2 separate regions of the Urocitellus parryii genome follow, and region 2 is linked to region 1. Evidence: chromatin contacts called from public Hi-C data. All regions are on one chromosome and are shown on one strand. Each heading gives the region's core, a stretch centred on a gene start, on an enhancer-like site or on the middle of the called end of the contact. The rest is flanking DNA. Distances are from core to core; before and after follow the strand shown. Region 1 holds the start of Mfap3l (microfibril associated protein 3 like). Region 2 holds the start of Clcn3 (chloride voltage-gated channel 3).

What was found. Hi-C and Micro-C count contacts between places; a contact is called where the count stands out from the background.
Region 2: a contact with region 1 is called in a Hi-C map of muscle, with 4 times the contacts expected there. The contact joins the promoter of Clcn3 here to the promoter of Mfap3l in region 1. A contact is called at or near these places in 2 of 2 Hi-C or Micro-C datasets (liver and muscle).

Annotation. Positions count from the first base shown.
Region 1 is chr14:41,096,882-41,103,261 of mUroPar1.hap1, reverse strand. Mfap3l (microfibril associated protein 3 like) reads right to left here and starts at 3,534. Exons shown (of 3, transcript XM_026389737.2): 1 at 3,364-3,534.
Region 2 is chr14:41,417,943-41,424,167 of mUroPar1.hap1, reverse strand. Clcn3 (chloride voltage-gated channel 3) reads left to right here and starts at 1,742. Exons shown (of 15, transcript XR_003300881.2): 1 at 1,742-2,273.

The DNA.
Region 1 (6,380 bases), core at 2,285-4,784:
ATTGTCAAGTCTTAATGGGCTAAAATCAAGGATTGGTAAGGTAAGGATCCTCGTCCTGGTCTTCGCCAGCTCCTAGAGGCGGCCCTCATTCTTTATTTTGCAGCCCCTTCTCATCTTCAAAGCCAGTGATGGAGAATCTTTCCCACGTGGCAGTACTGACACTAGCTTCTGCTTCCCTCCTTCACTAAGGACACTTCTGATTACAGTAGGCCCAGCTGGATGATCCAGAATAACCTTCCCATCCTGAGATCCTTTACCATATCTGCACACTCTCAGAGTGGACATCCCGGGGAGTCATTTTTCTGCCTGCCTTAACTGTGTTCCTTCTGCCCAGAGGATCCACTTCTGTGCTTGAAGACGCTGACCCCGTCCTCAGGCATTCCTTAAGATCCTGTGGAAATGTAACCACTTCTATGAGGCCCTCTCCTCTCCTCCTTCTCTCTCAGGCCTGCATGCATGCACAGACTGAAGCACTGGTACTGTAATTTATTTGTCCTCAAGCATATCACTGAATCAGATCATGAGTCATCGAGTCTTACTCATTTTGCAGCCTCAGAGGCCTAACTATAAAAGTTTGTGGAGAAGAAAAATTAACGTGATATTTTAATGGGTAAAGAACTTCAGTGGAGGTAGAGGCAAGACCAATAAAATATCTGCAGAACTTCTGTTAGGGAGTATGACTTACAAACTACTTCTGACAGCTCTGAATTGCTTATTATCACATAATCAATCAAACCCCTAAATATTTAAACCATTCCAGAGAGGTATTACAGCAAACTTAAAAATCAACCATTTGCATTCAAGTCTATTTCTAACTTTAATGTGATTTGCTGTGGATTACAAAATATTGTAGAAGTTTTAAGTGTCCCCCTGGATTTGGCTAGAAAAGGTAACTTGCACCCCAAGTGCTAGGTCAAATGACAAGTCAGAGAAGTGATATCATATACAAGATTTCTGAATTAAGAATCAAAAACAAAACACTGCCTAACAAATCTCACTGGGCTGGTCAGAGGATAAAAATAATTTGGCTACAATATGTATTTAACATTTCAGTATCTGGAAGTTCTTACACAAAAATTACTAAAAATCCAAATTAAGCAAAATTTAAGTAGCCTCAAATACATAAATTGCAAGCCAAAGAAGCAGTTCAATAAATTAAGGACAAAAGATCTATTCTAAAAGTCAATGGTTTGCTATGAAAGCATATTAACACCAAATAATACAGAAATCCAAACACATGGAAGTCACCTAAAAATGAGGTGCCTAGCAATTGAACTTTAAAACCCAACAGTTAAGTACAAAGAAGAAGAGATTATTACCCCTCTTTTAACTTGAACACAAAGTTTGCTTTGTTATTTTGTCTTCATTAGCAATAATTAAAGCTCTCTTTAACCTAACTCTTGTTCATTTTATTAGTATTATGTTAGGACACATGGATTTTTTGAAGCCAAGGGTAGTATGTAAATTAGCTTTTGGTTAGACTTAATTTTTTTTTCCCCTTAGCACTGAGAAAATACTTAGGATTTTTAGATACAGTAGTGGGCCTATGGATCTGTATTAAACTTCACATTCCTAAAAGGTAAATTAGGTTCAGCTGATTCCTACAGATCAGGAGGAGCATAAGGCTAAGGGGAGACTCTCCCTACCTCCACTTGGGAATTCAGACTGATGTACAGGGTACATTACATCATAGCAGATTTTAACCTTGGTGCATTTTCATAGAAAAGGGAAGCAGAATTATTCAATATTTCTGTTGGGGTTTTCTAAGTTTTTCTACAGAAGCAGCAGGAAGTACATTTAGGAATAATCTACATCACTTGGCTAAAGGGGAGAACCCATGGTCTAGTCTGTGCAAATGGTGATCATTTTGCTACTCTTGTCCAGGCATTCAAGGTCTTTCCTGCTATTACATCTCATTTATGTATAAATATAACATACAGCCAACTTGGAGACATTACCTGGAATCAGAGTCCGAGTCATCTCAAGATTATAAACAAGAACCCACCTTAAAGGCTATTTACAGCTCAATGAAATGTCAATGCATTTTAAAGGTCTATTAAGGCTGTGAACAAGAAATTTGTAATAGGCTTAATAAATAAACAACTGAACCACTAAGTAGTACTTAGGGAAACAGGCTTGAGCATTTAGGTTTAGGCAGAGGTAAAACTAGTTCTCAGTAGGACAAAGACTGTTTACCTTGCTCTGGTTAGAACCAACAGGGCTAATAGTGAGGGTTTTAGGAAGAACCAACTGTAGAAGCCCCAGTGGGGTCTACAAATTGCATTTTCTGTATTAGTAAAACGTCAAAACTATATTGTTCTAACTTACTCTCTCCTGAAAAGAAATCTTTTCCCATCTTGTATTTCATCTTGAACAATTTTACTATGTTTAGCATAGTAGTAACTGGGAAAAATGTGTTTCATCTAGAAACAAACGTGAGAAAACTTCAAAAAACATTACACTTCTGCAGTGCTAGGTTTCCAAGTTTTTCATATAATGCCAAGATAAGGCAAAATAAAGACTGCTACAGTAACCAAACTTAACAAGTGTCTTTAAAAACAATGACACTGAACTGTAATAGATTATTTTCTACAACGTGAACAGATAATGGATCTGCATTCTTCTTTTGTTTTTCATGCTAATTTGCTTTATAAACCTCCCGACTTTCAAGCATAATATTTTTTAGAGGAGGCAGGTTAATGCTCACGTTCACAATAAATCAGTTTGGCAAATATTTAGTTTTTTAAGCCAACGAAGCACGTTTCCCCACTCTAGGCCATGAAGCAGTTCGATGTCAACTTGCTGTGGTGTCAAATGCGACAAACTCTGAGAGCTCCAGTCGCGAGGCGGCGGCAAGCTGCACGGTTTCCCGCACTCCTGCAGCACCAGGACGCTGCGCCCTCTCGGCCCCTAAAGCACAATCCGCACGCACCACCTTCAGTGCCACAGCCAGTACACTCTCCTCCCTGTGCGGGGTAAACTGAGGCACCGTGAACCGAGTGATGCAGAACCCGATGAGGTCCCCCGTTTCTGCTCGGCGTCCACTTGCCCCAGGAGACCTGGGCAGCGCACAGTGGACAACGCGTTCCCTGCCCTCAGAAGGTTACAGCAGAAGCCTAGGAGAGGCTGTTCCCAGCCCGCCAGCCCCCGCCCCGAACAGATCTCGAGCATCCTGAGACCCTCAGTAGCCGGCTGCTGGGACCTCGCTGCGCCTTTAGGGAGCGAGCAGTGTCCGCCTCCGGCTGTGCCAGACCAGGCGCCCGAAAGTTCCGCAGCTCGGGAGACTGCTCGGCCGCTGACCCGATGCGGGGCTCCCTCCCACCCGTACCCCACCGCTCCAGCGCTCTGGGTGCTCCCGCTAACCTGACACCGCTGCGCCACTCAGGTGGTAGCCGTGCACCCCTCGCCATGGCCAGCTGGAAAGCTGCCGCAGCGCCGCGCTCTGAGCCCGATGCCTGGAGGTGCCTAGTGCGGTCAAGCCGCCTCCGCCGGCGCCTCGCAGCTACGCGGGCTGCGCCACTGGCGACCAGGAGTGCGGAGCTTACCAACTACAGGAGCCGGAGCCGGCCGGTGCCGAGCATGCCCAGTGCGACTAGCCGGGCGGCGTGGAGGCGCGGGGCTGCGCGGGGTGTCGCCGCCGGGTTTTCGCGGCAGCCGCGGCCGGGGGCGGGGGCGGGGCGCGGGGCGAGCCAGTGGGAACCGCGGCATCCACCCGCAGAGGACCACGGAGTGGCTGCCGTGAGCCCCGGAGTCCCTGATTCAGCGAGCGCAGCCTCTGGGCGGGGCTCAGTGGCCCCCGGGGCTCCGCACCAGCACGCCTAGGGTTATTTAACCAGCGGAGGGCACTTATTTTAGGCGCTGTCGTGCTTGGGCAGCGTGACTGGAAATTTTCGGGGGGCAGGGCGCCACCTGGGCTTCCACCGCAACTTTTTTGAGCGTCGCACTCACTGGTGTTCAAGGACATCCCGGAAAAGGCTAAGATTCTTAGAGTGGCATGGTGGACGCTAATGGAAGAGGCTGTTCAACCAACACACTCCCAAACCTAGCCAAGTCCGTCCAGCCACCTTGCAATCAGAAGCTTCTCAGGCCTTCCCGGCTGTGCGCTGTCAATTAATGAACGCTATTTAAAGCAAAGCCTGCACACGGAAGAGGCTGTCAGAAAACACGGCAGACATCCACTGGTGACTGCTGAGAGTTGGGGTTCCGAGGATTTTTTATTTTTATTTTTTTCATTTTCTTATTTCTATTTGTGGTTTCTGTATCTTCTCAAAAGAACATTTTTTTTAAAGGCAGAATAATTCTAAAATTGTTTTTTTTTTTTTACACATCTATATAAGTTTCTCGCTTGTACGATCCTGCAACGTTGGTGACTTTATTTTTATTTTTTTAAAGACGTGAGAGAGCAAGTGAATTTGGGGGCGAGGACCAGGCTCCTCCTTCCCGGCTCTTCTTTGCCGGCCTCTTGGTCACGCCCCAAACCGGCCCTTTTACTCCAGCGCCTCCCTCTTGGCGGTAGGTTGCTGTGAAAATGCGGAGAGGTGGATTTTGCAAACTAAAGCGTATGATGGCTTCTGCAGCCAGACTGGGTAGGTTCTGCCGTCAGGTCAGGGATTGCTGTCAAAAAGAGATGAGGCTTTAAACAATTCGGTTTCTCTCTTTCTCTCTGTCCTTGGCAAACTAAACCCACGCACGCCGGAGCTCACACCTGCAGAAGTGGGTCGGGATTCAACTGAGCATGCTCCGGGCAGTGCCAAAGTGCCGCACTCGGCTGCCTCTGCTTGTCCAAGGGTGATGTAGTACATTGAAGCTCAGGCGGTGGGAAGCAGAGCTTTAAAGATTTGTAATGCGTCGGCACGTGGACAGGTCACCCATGCCCGGGTCCCTGTTGGTGGGGAGGGTGCGCGGGATCTGACATTCAAGCGAATCAAAACCTGAAGATTGTGATTAGAAATCATTTTAGCATTATTTTATAGCATCTCGAATAACAACACGTTTTAGCTCAAAAAAAACTTCATGGGCTTTCTTTCAAGAAACCTAATCTTTCTTTTCAAGTTATTCAATAGGTATTCTTTACAATTGCACTAAGGCCCTAAATTAAATCAATGTCCTTGCTCTCAAATAATTCTGTAGCATTATATTATTTTTTCCTCTTAGACATTACTGCATTCACTCAGACATATTTTCTTTCCTCCCTTTCCCTTTGAATCTCAAAGAACCTGCAGAATGCTTTTGGTATTTTAGAAACACTTGCAGTAAGTGTGGAGAGCTTGTGGGGTTTTGTTTTGTTTTGTTTTTTGGTACCAGGGATTGAATCCAAGGGCGTTTAACCACTGAACCACATCCCTAGCCCTTCTTATGTTTTATTTAGAGACAGGGTCTTGCTTAGTTTCTTGGGGCCTCTCTAAATTGTTGAGGCTGGCCTTGACCTTGAGGTGCTCCTTCCTCAGCCTCCCGGATCCTGGGATTAGGAGGCATGCGCCACCAGGGCAGAGAACTTGCCTTTAATCTGCAGGTACAGAAGAAAAGACTAAAGTGGAAAAAGATTACAGGGAAATGATTTTACCGACATGAACTTAGTAAACTCAGAGAGTTACCCAGAGGGTCTTTTATTGGACAAGGAAAGTGAATGGGATTAATTTTGTTCAAGCAGGCAGATCAGCTGCCCAGTGAGGATTGGTGTGAGAGTAGAAAATATCCTCAGGGTGAATTGCCCTTCATTTCAGCCTCTCTTAGATGAGATGAGCCCTATTTCAGCCTGGGAAAGGGTTGGGAGGATATCTCTTAATGGCCTATCACCGTGCTCTGTCTGGAGCTTTCTGCTCCCCAGGACCTTTCTTGATTCTCCAATCTGACTATCCCTCTCATCCTTTTTTTCTCCACAAACTCTTCCTTTGCACCATGCCATTGTAGGTGTTCTTTGGTTTCTTCCCTTCTGTTTCCCTGTGGTCTCTCATCCCTCTGATGATTGACAGTGCCAAGGTGGCATTAGTTGCTGTGTATCCTTTCTGGCTGATAAGGCACCTGTTCTGATTAGTCAGTGTCTGTTGTTTGTCCATACTCCTTGTTAATATTTTGTATGTCATCTTTATCCCAAACCATATTTTCCTCTCCACATTTTCTTTATATGTAAGCTACCAAATAACTGGTGTGAACTTTTAGGAAATGTGAATCCAATATGCCTCAAACAGAACTCATCAGCTGTGATTTGCTTTTCTGCCTGTATTTCCTAGTTTGGTTTCTGGTACCTCCATCTATCCCACCAGGTGATCACCAATCTGGATATTTCTAGATTATTTATCTGCTTTTCTTCTATCCCTGGTATTACCAGTTTTGCACTTAGGCACCTCTGAATGCCTCCCCTCCCCATGTCACAACCTATG
Region 2 (6,225 bases), core at 493-2,992, 320 kb before region 1:
AAAGATATTTTTTTGAAACTCCCTAAAGGGTTCTGATGCAAAGTGAAGATTGGAACTTCTAGTGTGATGATTCTGTACACCAGAAAGTATGCATTTTAAAACAAGTTCTTAGAGGTGAATAAAGTGTGCATACTATAAATAGTTTTACAGCAAACCAAATATACAAGTAGACTTGTTTTTGTCCACATAAAAGTTACCTTGGGATAATCCACCAGTAGGAACTAACACTACTGTAAAAGAATTCTTTTTCATCTTTATAGAAAGCAGATGATTGACAGACTGACTACTGTCTATTGTAATCAAAATCTAAGTGATTCTTTCCAAAATTAGGCTACATATCTACAATGAGAAAAGAAAACATAAAACATCTGCAACTCTCTTGTGAAAAATTTCACTGTTTAGAAAAATTTTTGCTTGATTTCCCACATTTTCTAAAAAGAAGCTAAGAAATTTACCTAACAATGTTTAAAATGAAAGAAAATTATGCTTCTATAGTATGATGGTTTCACAATTCTACCTTAATATAAGTCATAAAAGCAATCATAAGCAGCTTGACTGCATTGTGAACACACCCACCACCACCGTGGGCACTATGCTAGCTTTGAAGCCCTGGCCATGTTTGAAAATACACAACATCCCCCATTTCCCCACCCCGGCAAAAAGGATGGAAAAAACTCACTTGTTAAAACAGACAAGTTGCTAACCTATGATAAAAATTTGATAGAGAATATGTATGTGAATATAGAAAATTTGTAAAGACTAAGACATACATAATATTAACAAGATACTTCTACAAAAAGCAGCTGGTATTAAGTATTATATTTATATATTCATAAAACATTAATTATAGATAAGCCACTCAACATTCACAGATCTTAATTCTGCCACCCAGCGGTGGTACGCATACTGCTCAAGAAGTGCAAAGCCTGCACCAGCTCACCAAAGTGGCTACACTTTTGTAGCCTAGGCGTTCTTCCCCCTGCAGCTTTTCGCTCTGCATGGGAATATAGCTCCTTGAGCACGAGAAGCTGGCATACTGAATTCTGTGACAGGATATAATTGTAAACAGAAATAATTCAGATTATATATTTCTCCAGAATAATTTTCAAGCGTTAGTTTTGAAAGTGCGTATTGCTAAATTTAGGTTATCAGTTTTCCTCCCATGTATGTTGAGTGCACAATCAGCGACGACGATGTGTAAGGCGAGAGGACACTGGTGCATTACTCTGTCTGCGACCTAGAGGCACAGATATTTGGTACAGGTCTAAATTCCAAGGCCCACATCTCTTGATCTGTTTGAGAACTAGAGCTCGTTGACGGCTGCTCTGGCTTTTCCCTGCTGCGCCCAGGGCTCTCTGGTGTCCCACGCGCTGCTCCCGGGCACTGTGGTCTCTCGCCGGAGTGGAATGCGAGTTTGCAATGACACCAGAGTGAAGCGCATCGGCAGCCTTTTGAAAATGCCTCCCGCTGCAGGCCTCCTCCGGTCCTTTACCGAGGTCACCGCAGGGGCAAGCAAGAATGCGTGAGTGACGGTGAGGTGATCGCTGAGCCAGGGCTTCGCAGCCAGCTCGCCCACTCCTCCTCCTCCCCGCGACCCAGCCCCAGCCCGCCCACTGTTCCCACACCGCCCAATAGGCGCCGACGAAGCTCCGCGAGTGGCCTGAGGAGGAGGTGTAGGGGCGGCTGGACGCTGAACGGCCGTTCACGTCAACGCGTTGACGTCACGCGTCGACGCCGGGGACGTACCTGTGGGGCTCCGGACTCTTGCTGCTTCTCTTCCCCTTCCGTGGGTCAGGGCCTGTCCGGTCCGGAACCTGCAGCTCCTTTCTCACAGTCCTAGTTCGTCTGCGGCCTGGAATCGGGCTGGATGATGAGGAAGGAGGGTGTGGTGGCTTGAAAGCTATTCTGTTTTACCCCTGGATTGGAGCATGGATTCAATTTTCGTCTTTTAAGAGGGGAGTGTGGTTGGAGGTTTTAATTTTAATCTTGGACAGAAGCAGGTTGACTCTAGGGCCTTGCAAAGCAAGAGGATTTAACTTAATGCTGCTCCCGTGTTTGAAGGAGGACAAAAAAAAGTCCCACCTGGCAAAATTTACGTAATCTCTTCAGTACAAAACACCAGGTACCTTTTAAATCGCGATAGCGATTTCATTGTGTCAGGTTTCTGCAGGTGAAGCTCCCTGGGTAGCTAGGTTTTAGGTTTGAAACAGATGCAGAATCCAAAGGCAGCCCAAAACACAGCCACCGATTTTGCTATGCCTCTGAGCTGCGAGGTGAGTTGAATTGTACCAGCGAAGATTCGTTAGCTGTCATGTTCACGGATTTGGGGTCAACTGTGAGGCTAGGACTCTCATGATGGTTTATTTTACAACAGATATACCTAAGTGATGTTAAACTCATCCTGGTTACGGATGTACCCTCATTCATACTTGAAATTTCACCCTTTTTCTTCAGGACGTCGAAGAACTTGAATAGAATGGAAGTATGACCCAAGAAAATATTAATTTTGAACTTAGTGGATTTTACTTTCGCTAAATTTGCCCAAATTTAAGCATTATATTCAGTTTTTCTATTTTAGATTTATTTGTGTATATAAAAACATGTGTGTGTGTGTGTGTGTGTGTGTATGTGTGTATATGTGTGTTTTGATGTTAAAACTTGTTGAACCACAGAAGCCAATGCCATGTGGTTCTGTGGTATTCTTTATTTGTATGCCATTTTAAAACTGTGGAGCACATAGAAAATAATTACATATACATGATGCATATCAAAAGCTGACATTTGTTTTCCTTTGAAAAGAAATTCCTGTTTATAACTGAAGCAGTAGTGACCATGTATAAACACATATATGAGATTCAGAAGTTCACTTCTACAAGCAAACTTTTTGAGCCATGCAGCTCAGTTCCTGCAGCATCATTGTGGCTTATATAATTGTTTGTTGACTTGAATGCTTTTCCTTTTATGCATAAAGAATTAATTTAGAAGTTTATTTTCTAGATGATGAAGTCAGTATGGAAATAATTTAACTGTCAGTTCTACATACCTTTTTAAGTCGCTACAATATAATAGTATTTGTTTAGTTCAAGAGTACGTATGGGAGTTTAAATGCTTGTGTGTGTCTTGTTGACTTTCATCTTAAAAGGTGCTACTGCTGCTACTATTATAGGAGTATGGCTTAAAAACCATGTGTGTGACCTATAGATAGGTATTTTCTTAAATTGAATATACTTATATGACCTTTGGTTATTAGACACAGTTACTGTTGGCAGAATCTATTAAAGTTTGCATTCCTCTTCCACCTCTTCCTCCCTATATCCTATCTAAAAGACTGATTATTTACTTGAACTATGGGTCAAATTATTTGAAGAGGTCACTATGAATGTATTGTATTTATCTTTATGTGAAAATTGTGCTTTAATGTGTGTTAATCATATATAACTCATTAGGAATAAAAATATTTAACTCATTTTGGATACATACAGTTCAAGGGAACAGATTTGTTGAGGTTTTGGGTTTATGTTAGAAAATTGGCAATTGTCCAGGTCATGTTGGTGATAGGCTTTCCATTTCCTGTTGTGACATGTTGGGAATAATTTTCAGACCACTCAGGAAGCCAGATTTGATCTCTGTGGTGGGTCATATATCAAAGCAGTATCCTGTGGGGTTTGGCAACTATCACTGCTTTGTAGAACCTCCAGCTTAGTTTGTAGTCAGACTTGTCAGCAGGCATCTCAAATATATAATATAATACAATATAATAAGTATTAATAATTGAGCATGTTCTATGGTTCAGGCTCTTTTCGAAGTGTTTTTGTGGGTTATCTCAATTTTTACACCAAAGCCAAGAATGATGTAGGTGCTTTTCACTATCCCCATTTTACAGATGTTGGAAACTGAGGCACCAAGGATTTAATTAACTTGCCCAAGGCCCCACAATAATAAATCAGGATTGAGACTGAAGCTCAGCAGTATGATTTCAGAACTCACTGTACTCTACAGCAGGAACGACTGCATTGTACTGCAGTTTCTGCTGGTCAAAATTTCAGAGAAGAAGAATGAGAGACATGACAGAATAGGGCCATTTATTTTTATTTATTAAGGAAAAGACATTGTAGAAAATAGTGGTTTTAAAAGAAAAACACTCTGCTTTCCTTTTGAGTTTGACCTACTACTTTAATAAACTCTTTTGTGAGCTGGGTATGATGGTGCATGCCTATAATCCTAGCTATTCAGGAAACTGAAACAGGATAGTCTTAAGTTCCAGGTCAGCCTGGGCAACTTAATAAACCCTGTCTCAAAAATTAAAAAGGTCTGAAGATGTAGCTCAGTGGTAGAATGTTCCTAGATTCAGCTCCCAGTACCACAAAAAAGAAAAAAAATGACCCCCCCCCCCCGTTTTTTGTATTTTTTAATGTGCACATTCACATCTGTACATAAACGTTATACCTATGATAATTTTGATTCTTAAAAAAATATTCTATTAATGTGAATATAGCATGACCATCACTGCTTCACTTTCATTGATGAAATATGGAGAGATTTGATCAGCAACTTTGAATGGAACCAAGTTAAGTAAATATATTTCTCATTATCCTCATAGTTGAACAATTTCTGCTTTTTTAAAAGTCATGAAAACTAGTTTTCAAAGTCTCAGTCTTCTCTAGCATCTTTTTATTGGAGTATTGTTTTACATTTCTTCCTTTTTCTAATCTGACCTTTATATTCGTGTTTCCTTTGCCCTTTTAAAATTATCAAGCATTTAACTGCCCCTCCTTGAATTTGTTTCTTTTTATGTATTTTTAATTGACAAATCATTATATGTATGTATTTATGGAATATAATGTGATGTTTTGATAAGTCTATACAGTTGTAGAAAGACCAAGCTAACATCACCTCACTTGCTTGTCATTTACGTGTGTGTGTGGCCCTGAGAACACTTAAAATAGTAATTTTGAGATACATAGATCACCAAAACTTATCCTCTTGCCTAACTGAAACTTTGTATCCTTTGAACAGCCTCTCCCCCTTTGCTTATCTACACTTCTTCAGCTTCTGGTAACCACCTTTTTACAGTACTTTTGAGTTTGACTCTTAGAGTCCACATGTGAGATCAGGCAGTATTTGTTTTTTTGTGTCTGTTTTATTCATCTGTTGCTAGACACTCAGGTTGTTTCCATATCTTGGCTGTTGTGAATAATAGCATTTAATTTAAAAGATTTTTTTTTTTTTTTTTTGGTACTGGGGCTTGAACTCAGGGACACTTTGTCAAGCTACATTCTCAGCCTTTTTTATTTTTATTTTGAAACAGGGTCTTGCTAAGTTGCTTAGGGTTTTGCTAAATTGATGAGACTGACCTTGAACTTGCAATTTTCCTGTCTCAGCCTCCCAAGTTGCTGGGATTACAGGTATATGCCACCATGTCTGGTCAATTTAGAAGGTTTTATAAGTCTTAAGAGATTTTCTCTAGATAGCTAATTCATTTAACAAGTTGTTCATTTATGTTTGAAGAAAATATATAAGATACAATTTGAAGTATACCTAACTAAAGGAACATAAAGGATAAAATATCAAATAATATTTTTTGGGGAAAGTCAGTTTGATTATTTTATATCTTGTTAACATTTTATCAAAATGTATTTTTTGTTTTAATACCCTATGAATTTAATTAACAAACATTTCTACTCTTTCCTCAGTATCTTATTCTTTTACATCCCACCTTTTTTTTTAAATGTCTTATTTTCTGTCTTTTATTGTGTTGCTTTACATGGTTCATGTATGTAGATGAATTTGATAATTTGCTTAAACATATTTCTACAAAGAATGCAGTTTTTCTGTTTTTTTGTTTTCTGTTTCTAAAATGAGAGACTATTCATGGCTTTATCATGTTTCTGATAGAAATTAGTGACACTAATATATAATGAATTCTTTCAAGTATCTCTGTTGTCTACATAAATGCAGTGGAAGATCTATTATATCTCAAGAAAAAAATTATAAAAACAATTATCAGATCAGTGTAGCAAGGATTAGCTATGTTGACTTTACTTTAGTACTTTGAAAGTTTGTTTTAAATTGAGTCTGGTCAATGATCACACTTAAATTCTGTGATATAGTCGTTGCCCTTATGACCTGTCTTTTCTGATATTTTTAGATCTGAGTTTTCTTCAAAAAATTGTATTATTAGACCATCACTGAGATATTTGAACTATTGCATTAAATTTCTTTAGA